3 separate regions of the Mus musculus genome follow, and all the other regions are linked to region 3. A link is a contact called in public HiChIP or PLAC-seq and promoter capture Hi-C data. All regions are on one chromosome and are shown on one strand. The core of a region is the stretch at or near the end of the contact, and the rest is flanking DNA. Distances in the headings are between cores, read along the strand shown.

Region 1 (3,124 bases), core at 502-3,001, 190 kb after region 3:
TTCTTAGTTAGAGTTTTACTGCTGTGAACAGACACCATGACCAAGACAACTCTTTTTTTTTAATTTATTTATTGTATGTACATGAGTACATTGTAGCTGTCTTCAGACACCAGAAGAGGGTATCAGAACCACTAAAGATGGTTGTGAGCCACCATGTGGCTGCTGGAAATTTAACTCAGGACCTCTGGAAGAGCAGACAGTGCTCTTAACCACTTAGCCATCTCTCCAACCCCACCAAGACAACTCTTAAAAGGACAACATTTAATTGGAGCTGGCTTACAGGTTCAGAGGTTCAGTCCGTTTTCATCAAGGTGGAAGCATGACAGCATCCAGGCAGGCATGGTGCAGAAGGAGCTGAGAGTTCATAGTTTGAAGGCCGCTAGAGGAAGACTCACTTCCAGGCAGCTAGGATGAGGACCTTAAAGCTCAGGCCCATAGTGGCATGCCTATTCCAACAAGGCTACCCCTTCCTGGGCCAAGCATATACAGACCATCATATACACTAAAATTTATTTACTATATGTATGAGTATATGCCATATTCCCATGTTTGTACAGGTGCCTGGAAGTGACTTCTGGAACAGCAGCAAGTGCTCTTAGCTGCTGAGCCACCTCTGCAGCTCCTCCACTAAAATTTAAAAAGAAGACACAGTGTAGCCCATGAAATTTATATGAAATTCAAACTTCAGTGGTCACAAATACATTTATATCAGATGGAGCCATAGCTGTTTGTTGACATAAGTATTTGTGCCCGTATTCAAGTGCAGTAGGAAATGGCTCAGCAAAGAGTACAGCGATCCTACAAAGAAAAAAACATTTATTATTTGATTGTTACCTGGAAAGTTAGCTGATCCCTAACCTACAGGGTGAATTCTCATTATCATCTCAAAGCTCATTTCATAGCAGCAAGAATTAAGGTTTGTTTCACTAAGGACAACCTTTTCAATGCTAATTAATTGTTCATTAGAAAGATTCCAGAGGAGTATGCTGTACAGAGTGAGTAGGAGCCAGCCTAGTTAGAACTTTAGTAACTGAGGCAACCAGATTCCTATTAGAAACAGAATCACAGGATCTCAGATGGATCTTTCCCCCATCTTCCTAATTTCTAACCCAACAGAGGAAATGTATAAACACAAAGAGTCAAGTTAGAAAAAAAGACCGATTGAGGTCTTCCTTGAAGTTGGTTGTTGAGAAGAGACCAAACCACTGAATGGTAGTGACAAGTCACAGTTACAGTTGTTAACAGTCTGTGATGGTACCAACCAAAGAATATATCTATGAAAGCTGCAGTATCCGGGTTTGACTGACTGAAGCTGTAAGAGATTTTTATGAAGTCAATAAGAACTGTAGGCTTGAAAATTAAAGAATTTCCTTAGATGAAAACTAGATAGATAAACAGAACTAAAAGGTCTGTGTGTTTACCTGTGTTCTGTTTATTTTCTTTTTCCTTAAACGATATATACAATGTGAGGTTGAGCTAAGGCTCAAGAGCCTTAGCTGTTCTTCAAGAGGACCAGAGTTCAGTTTCTTCAGTTACTACTTACTACTTCTCTTTCCTTTACCGGTTCCCTACTTCGTTTTCTGTCTTCTCATCCCCCATGGTCTCCCCCCTCCTTCCCGCTCTCTCCGTCTTACCCTAGTTTGGAAATGCAGCAGATTTCTGAGCCTGCCACCACTGGGTTCAAGGAGCTGTCAGTCTGCACTAGGCAGAGTTTCTATTGGTTGGGCTGGAGGCAGGGACCGCAGCTCACTATAAAAGGTGGAGCCGGTCAAGGCGCCCGGAGCTGCTGACAGGACCAGGTCAGAAGGGGCTCCCTGAGCAGCGCTGCAGCCGGAGCATTTGGGGCAGCATTAAGCAACAGCTCGCAGCGTGCACTCTCCCCTCCGAGCCCTCCAGGGCCCCTGCCCCGGAGCCCAGCAACTCTCGGCCGCGGTTCACGCACGCATCTCCGAGGACCCCTTGCCTCACCTGCGCCTGCCACGCCCGTCCGGCCGCCGGGATGAGCGAGGTGAGTGGTGCCACTTGGCATACCCCGTCACCTCCGCGTCCGGGCCAGGGCTGCGGCGGGGAGAAGGCTGCGGCTCCAGGTCCCGGGAAGCTAGAGTTACTCTCTGGATGGACGCCACTGCCCCTCTAGGAAAGCCCCTACCTCCCGGCTCTCGGAAGCCACTGGCAGGGGGTGCTTTTAGCCTAACAATTGCAATAGTGCTTTGGGGAGGGGGTGACTGGAGTCAGCTGTAAGCGGGAACTGAGCTCTCGGGCAGATAAACTCTCTTGGGTGCTATCCTCCGCATCTATATCGTATTGCTCCGAGGTTACCATGGCTTTCTTTGATGCCCTCACTTCAGTTCTCTCCGACCTCCGCTAGGATTGTGTGGTTCTTGCACTCTATAAGTAGCAGCCAACAGCTCCATCCCTGGCCACCTAACTCCCTCCCTTCGGGTGGCAGTTTTCACTTATTCAATGAGGAACGATGTGTGTGTGTGTGTGTGTGGGGGGGTACCTGACGTCCATGAATACTGTAGAAGAGGAAGGCACATCTAGCACCTGGGGAGATGTTCTCTTCCAGAGAAGACCTCCCGTTGCAGTGCAGTGCCTGTTACATCCAAATTTTCGCACAGGTTCTGTGGTGATGGTCATGGGAGCCAACCCGGTCCTGTAACTGGTTGACTCGGTTCAAAGAACACTGTCCATGGTAACACATTAAGAAGAACTGTCCCTGTTATCTGACTTAATTTGTAGCATCCCAGGCAGATCCTCTTATCAGGAGACAAGATTGTCGTTCCTGGATGACGTCGATTTGAACAGTGGCTTAGCATGCCTGCCTTCTGCGGCCCCATTCTTAGTAAGCGCGCCCTTGTGTTCAGTATGTTGCTCAGCTGTATGCCAGTGCCTAGTTGTGCTACTTAGTAGCTCTGTGGCCATGGGAGCATCACTTAATTTGTCTGTGCTTCAGCTTTCTATCTGTAAAATGAAGGTAACACTGGTTGTTCTAAAAGATTAAATTATATATGCCAAGTACTTAGCACTCTACCTGGAGTCTAGTAGGTTCTCAATCTGGAATCTGAGTTAGCTAGTGTGCGTGCGTGCGTGTGTGTGTGTGTGTGTGTGTGTGTGTTTCAAG
Region 2 (3,223 bases), core at 116-2,615, 190 kb before region 3:
TTTTTTTTTTTTGAAAAAGTTCTTAAATAATAGGGTAGAACCAGCTGTGGATAATGCACAAAGGAAAGCTGGCCCTGAACGGTTTCTATAAGGGAAGGCAGTGGTAGACACACTCTGCCCTTTGCTATGGATTTCTACTGAGTTCCTCCCCTTGGCAGATCTAGTACAGCACCATGTGACCCCTTCTGCCTATTTCCCATTTTCTCTGCTCTCTCTCTTTTCTCCTTTTCCTCTTTGGGTAGAGCCAGGAAACTGGTGGAGAAGAAAAGCTAGAAGGGAGCTGAACATCACCTCAGAAACACGCCTGTCCAATTCTCTTTGTCCCCTCCCATCTTCCTGGACAGCCGAGGGAGATCCAGAGGCCCTAGAGCATCCTTGTTGATCCCTGCTGGCTCGTGAGTCCTTGACATATTCATATATTGTCAAAGGTTCCTTAGGGCTGAACTCTGTGTGAGGAAGAAAATAAATACTAGAACTTCAGAAAACTTCAGAAGATTTCCTACCCAGGATTCCACTTTGCAACTCACACCTCTACCAAAAATGGTCACTATTTTTAAAATGGCTCTAGAAAACAGGCAGGTTAATGCTCTTGCCAAGATACATAAAGAGCACAAGAGCAATTACCCATGATATAAATCCTCCACCAAGCTAGGAAGTCACCGACCAAACCCAGCACCTTAGATAAATCAACATATTGGGGAACCATGCTGTAAATATAGTCGGCCCACCATAGATAGTGTGAACAGGGGGTTGTAGACTTTGGTTGCCCTTCCCAACCTGTATTCACACATATCCCAACACCTCTCCCAGGAAAAGAAGATGCTGTGTTTAGAGTATAGTCTATAGACACAGGGTCAACCCACTACACCTGAAACCTCAAGCAACAGCATCCGTTCATGAGCCTTCTACTTACGTAACTGCTTCCTCTTCTTAGTCCACACACAGAAACAAATGATGGCCCCGAGAAATAATGTAACTAGAATCACGATGATCACCCCAAAGGGCAGAAATCTGAAATCTGAGGGACACAGACGTTAGGAAGACTGAGCACCCACTGTCCCATATGTTAACTTCAGGAACTATCCCGAACCCACTGTCCTCTCTCAATGGCCTGTCTGCTCACATCCTAGGGACTCCTCACCCTTGTCACTCTTCCTCAGTTGGGTGACAAACTGGTCCAACTTATAAATTCCAGAAGACTGGTGCTGCTTACTCACCTTGCCTGAACAAAGGAGATGTTTCCTGCTTCTGAGAGCTAATTACACGATCTGGTACCTGTAAAACATCTTGTAGTGCAGCTGCTATATCTATCTACTGTTCTAACTCAGCAAATATTCACCACAGACCTACTACTATAAGCCTCCCACTTTTCCTTCCTGTTTCTTCCTTTTTTGAACTTCTACATTCACCATCTGTGTTAGACATGGATACTGATCTGTAATCCACCCAACAAGAAGAGAACAGTAAAGAATTTCACATTACAGGTGCCTGCTAATGAGATTTTCATAAACATTATCTCATTTGATCTTAACAGGAATCTTGTGAGATGCCTCTGACTATCAATCACTCCTGCTACCTAACAGAGTTGGAAACTCATAGAAACTAATTAACCTGCCTACAATCAGAGAATTACAGAAATGATGAAGCAAAGATGGCAGAGGCTCCCAATGTTCCTGTTACTATGCCTTCCCTGACTCCTGTTTGATTATTTGCTGCCCATAAAGAACTTAGTTTTGTTCCCCACCACTTGAAGAAAAGTTCATGAATAATAGGGTTGAACCAGTTCTGGCTAACACACAACGGGGAACTGGTTCTGGTCAGAGATCCTTCACAGTTTATATAGTTTCTAACCATAACACTGTATTTTTACACAAGCTTTAACCTGCAAAACTCTTTTAGGTCCCAGAAACTTGGAACAATTAAACGTGATTTACAGAAACAGAAACTGAAAGTTTGGCTCTTTGGGGACATTTCCGATGAAAAGATATTTTTAGGTATCTTGAGATAGGCCAGACATGATTTTCCGGGGCAGATGTTAACCATGGTCACCTTGCCTGGCAGAAGTGTGCTTCTCCTGATAAAAGGCAGAGAGAGGGCTTAAAAAGCAACTATCAGCCAGGGTCATCTTCTCTAAACCTCCCCTGCTCCATTTGGTATGGGAAAGAATCCTAAGGGGTAGCTGGAAGAGGCAGAGTCTTCTCCTTTGAACTTCCCAGTGACAGTGGCCCTTCCACTGCATTCTCTTTTGTGTAACTTCAAGTTTTTAAGCAAATATATTGGCAGGGAGATACTTTATAATGTTAGCTTATTACTTCAGTTTTCTCCTTCAGTATCTATACTTTGAGTTAATCCTATTCGGAACTGTAATTCCACAGAGGGGTCCTAGCATTCCTGCAGGATTCCTGCAGAAGGGACTCCTGGTTTTCTTAGCAGCAATCTTCTGGGGGCAAAGAATTCTTCCTGGGTGTTTTGATCTGGCTGCTTGCTAAGAAGTTGGAAACTACACTCACTTGGGGGCCTGTCACTGAAGAAAGGAGGCTCAGAGGCACAGGCTACTGGGTGGATTAGTGGCTCAGGGCACTATCATGATGGGGCTGCACTTCCTAGCCAGCTCTGCCCACAGCCATGCAATTTTCCTTAGGACTAAAGTGACTGATGGGAGACCTGCATGCAGAGTCCAGGCCTGAAGGTGGCACCTGGAATACTTCAGGTCCAGTCCTGTGGGAACCTAAGTGTGTTCCAGGGAAAGCTTCTGAGAACCGACTCCTTGTGCTTTCTCAGTGTTTCTCTCCTCTGAGAAAAAGGAGACGTACCTGACCACAAGATAAGAAAATGCACTTTATGAAGCCAAACTTAGCATGGTAGAAACCTGAGCCCAAAGTAAGAAGCTATGCGTATTTTCTGCTGCAAATTTAAGGATAGAGACTCTGAGGGTTGGGTTGGGTTGGGCTGAGTAGGTTGGGTTGGATTTGATGAAATGGGTTGAGTGTATAGGATTGGGTTGGGTGGGTTGAGTAGGTTAGGTTGGCTTAGGTTTGAAGGGTTGGGTTGGGTGGTCAGGATAATATTGAGTGGGCTGGGTAGGTTGAGTTAAGCTGGGTGGGGTAGGAAAAGTGGGTTGGATTGGGTTGAGTGGGTTGGGTGGGTTTAATTGGGTTGAGTGGCTTGAGTAGGTTGAGATGGGTTGGGATGGATTGGCTTGGGTTGGGTTGAGTTGGGTTGA
Region 3 (3,107 bases), core at 513-3,012:
GTGGGTAAAGGTGCTTGCTGTCAAACCCGATGACCCCAGGTTCACCTCTGGGACCCACAGGCTAGGAAAAGAAAACTGATCCTCTCAAGTTGTCCTCTGACCTCCCACCTGCCCTGGAACGAATGTGCCCCTCCCCAGTATGTACACAAAATACCTAAATAAGGTGAGCAATAACTTTAAAAAAGAAAGATTAATTGTCTAGAGTGGAACAATTATAAAGGAGCCAGGCCTGCTCACAGAGAAGAAGGCACAGAAAAGCCTACCTCATCTGTTTAACTATTTCTTAGGGCCTGGGCTTTCCCTTAATGGAGGCTGGTAGGGTTGGGGCCCTCTGATGGAGGAGAAAAGGGGAAGGAGGTGTCTGGGGACACAAGGGCGGGGCCAAGAGCAGGAAATGAGCTGGGAACCACCACCACCCTCCCTTCACTGCAGGCAACCAGAGAAGGGGGACAAAGAGGAAATGACAGATTGGGGTGGGGTGGAGTGGAGGGGGGCAGAATTGTGCCCCCTTTTTTTGTTAAGTTGCTCTGCGTGCTGAAAACAAGCTGGGCAGTGTAGTCGGGTCGGCACTGATCAATTTCAGAACAAATTAAGGCCTGGTTCTGAGTGGTGACTGCATGTCCTACACAGTGATGAGCTCCCAGGCCCACTGCAGAGGGAGCTCCAGACTGGGTGCACACCCCTCTTTATTGTAGTTTCCACTCCCCACTTCAAACCAGGGCTGAAGCAGTCTGGTTCACTTTTCCCGCATTCCCGGTGCAGTCTACCATCAACGGGTTTCTTCTTTGCAAGCAATTTAAAGAAGAGTGTCACTCCTCCCTGCTGCCCCCACTCCTGTGGCCCAGCAAAGGTGCAGAAGGGCTAGGTCCTTGTCCCTTGGTGCTGTTCTCCAGTTAGAATGCCTTCCTCTCCCCTCCGCAAGTTCTATCCTCAGACTCGCTGGGCCCTTTCTTACCTGTATCTCCACTTAGTGTTCCACCAACTATCCCTTCAGCCATTCTTCTGGCATCCGACCTCCATTCCCTCCACCCTGTCCCCAGTCTCCATTCTCTCATCTGATTCATCCACCTCTCCAGATTTTCCAAATCTCATCCCCCACCCCACCCCGGGACACATTCCCTCGGCATTCCCATCCTCGAGTTCTCAGCTACCCGGTCCCTAACTACCGCAGAAGGGCACCTCTCCATCTTCTTCTCTGAGCCACATTTCCTGTCTTGCCTTTGCCTAGATCTCAGGTGTGGTGATCCTGGGCCACTGCCCGTTCCCTAAGAGCTCATTCTGCCCAACGGAGAAGACAAGGTTGGCGTCTGCATGGCAATCCAGCCACCCAGCTGCCCCGTTCCAATTGACCTCCTTACCTTCCTGGCCCGAGTGCTGTAGATGCTCACGTAGGTCACACCCAAACACCCGTTCCTTAGAGCTGCCCTTCTTCTTTCCTTTCTGCCGAGACTTCATGACCAGGGCCCCCCGGGATCTCTGTCCCCCAAGACCTTTGACCTACCAGTCCCCCATGGAATCCCAGTCAGTAGTTGGGCTTGGCCCAGCCCCAGGGGGGGCAGGGCTCCAAACTGGAGGTGGAGGGTGGCCTGGGCAAGGGACAGCAGCGCTTGCCTCTGGGGGGCCCCTGGGGCCACACGGAAGTAGATATGGAAGAGGAAGCTACCAGAACCCTGGCATGAAGCTGTGTCTCGTGGCCAAGCTGAGCGCTAGCCCTTCTCGTCCTGTGCAGCTCGAGGGGGAGCAGGAAGCTGTGCAGCTCCTCAAACCCGCTTCCTGTTAGAGCATCTTTGCAACCACAGGCCTCGGGTGGGGGAGGTAGCTGGCATTCACATCCTCATCATTGCTGGGACTCCATTCATTGGTCACAGCAGAAGGTGATGTCAGAATCTCGGGGTGGAGTAAGGGTGCCTGGGGTGTGAGCAGGTGGCTGCCATTTCTAGAGACCGAAATCTCTAGGTGGGACAGAGACCCGAGGCTTTGCCTGTGAGCACGGCAGGAAAGGACCACGAAGAACATACCCAGGGTGGGGGATTCTTTGATGACCCTGCCATCTTGGTCAGGTCACATTACTTCACTGAGCCTCCAGTCGCTGTACATTTGAAAATGAGGACACAGACCAGGTGACTTTGAGTTTCAGTTTCTTTGTCTGTCAAAGGGTACACGGCTGACCACCCCACACAGCTGCTGGAAGTTTCCAGTACAGTCAGATTAGAACCACTTTAGAAACTAAGGCACTGGCTTCCCCAAAAGGAGGTTATGTCCACACGGCCCTACCTGAGGGCTCTCAGAAATGGTTACAATGTCTTTTGAAAGCCACTTGCTCCTTTCTTAGCTGTATCTGGGCCCTTTCCCTGGGAGGGAATCACATAGAGACTCAGTCCATAGCACTTGTGACTTACCCAGTTCAAGGGGCAAGACAGGAATCAGACAAAAAAAGGTTTTATCTGTTTATTTAAAAACAGAATATCATTTTATGTACAAATATACATATATTTACATGAAATATACATACTAAGACCCCAGATCCTTGGGGTCCATAAGTCCTGGGCTGCTTGGGAATGAAATGAGAGTTTCTCCTTTAGACCAGCAGATTTCAGGCCACACAAGGGTTGGATACTAAATCCCAGTATTCTGACTGCGTAAGTTTGGGCAGGCTAAAGAAAAACAAACATCTTACCCCAGGCTCCACACATACAAAGTGCCAGAGAGCCCCGGATTAATGACTCAGAAACCCCTGGGGAAGGGCCTGTTCTCACCCTCACCCACAACACCCCTTTCTCTTCACCTGAACTTCCACCTTCCCCGCGACCTACCCTCTGCCCTCAACACAACTGAACCAGGAGTCCTTGACAACAAGTCCCAACGCCGTGAAGGTACAAACCACTGTAGACACAGCGAGGACAAGATTCGAGGGGCCATGGGAGCCAAGCCCCCCCATCCCTAGTCTCTTATCCAGTGTTCAGACCTCATACCCCAGGTTCCAGACTCCTCCAGCTGTCAGCCCCCTCCCCAGAACCTCTGTGGGTGAAGGCATCCTAGGAAGAGAACTTTCCAGAACCACAGGCACTAATCCCTGCCGTGGTCTGCTAGACAGTTTGGTTGAATGC

What was found. Promoter capture Hi-C pulls out the DNA fragments that hold promoters and counts their contacts. HiChIP or PLAC-seq counts read pairs in DNA pulled down with a chosen protein or histone mark.
Region 1: a promoter capture Hi-C map of second pharyngeal arch cranial neural crest shows a contact between it and region 3. The contact joins the promoter of Pcp4l1 here to the promoter of Arhgap30 in region 3. A contact is called at or near these places in 9 of 39 promoter capture datasets (the C10 cell line, the HPC-7 cell line, cranial neural crest and 6 more), 1 of 115 datasets of contacts at active chromatin or transcription factors (pancreatic cancer cells) and 1 of 9 other capture datasets (liver).
Region 2: a contact with region 3 is called in an H3K27ac HiChIP or PLAC-seq map of microglia, with 3 times the contacts expected there. The contact joins the enhancer-like site here to the promoter of Arhgap30 in region 3. A contact is called at or near these places in 7 of 39 promoter capture datasets (3T3-L1-derived adipocytes, the HPC-7 cell line, HPC-7-derived erythroid cells and 5 more), 13 of 484 Hi-C or Micro-C datasets (the AML12 cell line, B cells, the Ba/F3 cell line and 9 more), 4 of 115 datasets of contacts at active chromatin or transcription factors (bone marrow-derived dendritic cells, effector CD8 T cells, memory CD8 T cells and 1 more) and 3 of 9 other capture datasets (adipose tissue, liver and pancreatic islet).

The regions. Positions count from the first base shown.
Region 1 is chr1:171,194,895-171,198,018 of GRCm38.p6, reverse strand. It overlaps Pcp4l1 (Purkinje cell protein 4-like 1), which reads left to right and starts at 1,751. Exons shown (of 3, transcript NM_025557.1): 1 at 1,751-2,008. The coding sequence starts at 2,000.
Region 2 is chr1:171,575,038-171,578,260 of GRCm38.p6, reverse strand. Cd244a (CD244 molecule A) reads right to left here. Exons shown (of 9, transcript NM_018729.2): 4 at 914-1,018; 5 at 292-446. Among named protein-coding and RNA genes, the nearest start is that of Gm35200, 15 kb to the right of the region's middle. Within about 2 kb of position 1,365, at least 13 of the 459 cell types and tissues checked have an H3K27ac peak or open chromatin away from gene starts, as enhancers often do. A contact at or near this core is called in the AML12 cell line, memory CD8 T cells and microglia, where this site is marked.
Region 3 is chr1:171,387,615-171,390,721 of GRCm38.p6, reverse strand. Arhgap30 (Rho GTPase activating protein 30) reads right to left here and starts at 1,762. Exons shown (of 12, transcript NM_001005508.2): 1 at 1,359-1,762. The coding sequence starts at 1,455. It overlaps Nectin4 (nectin cell adhesion molecule 4), which reads right to left. Exons shown (of 9, transcript NM_027893.3): 9 at 2,435-3,107.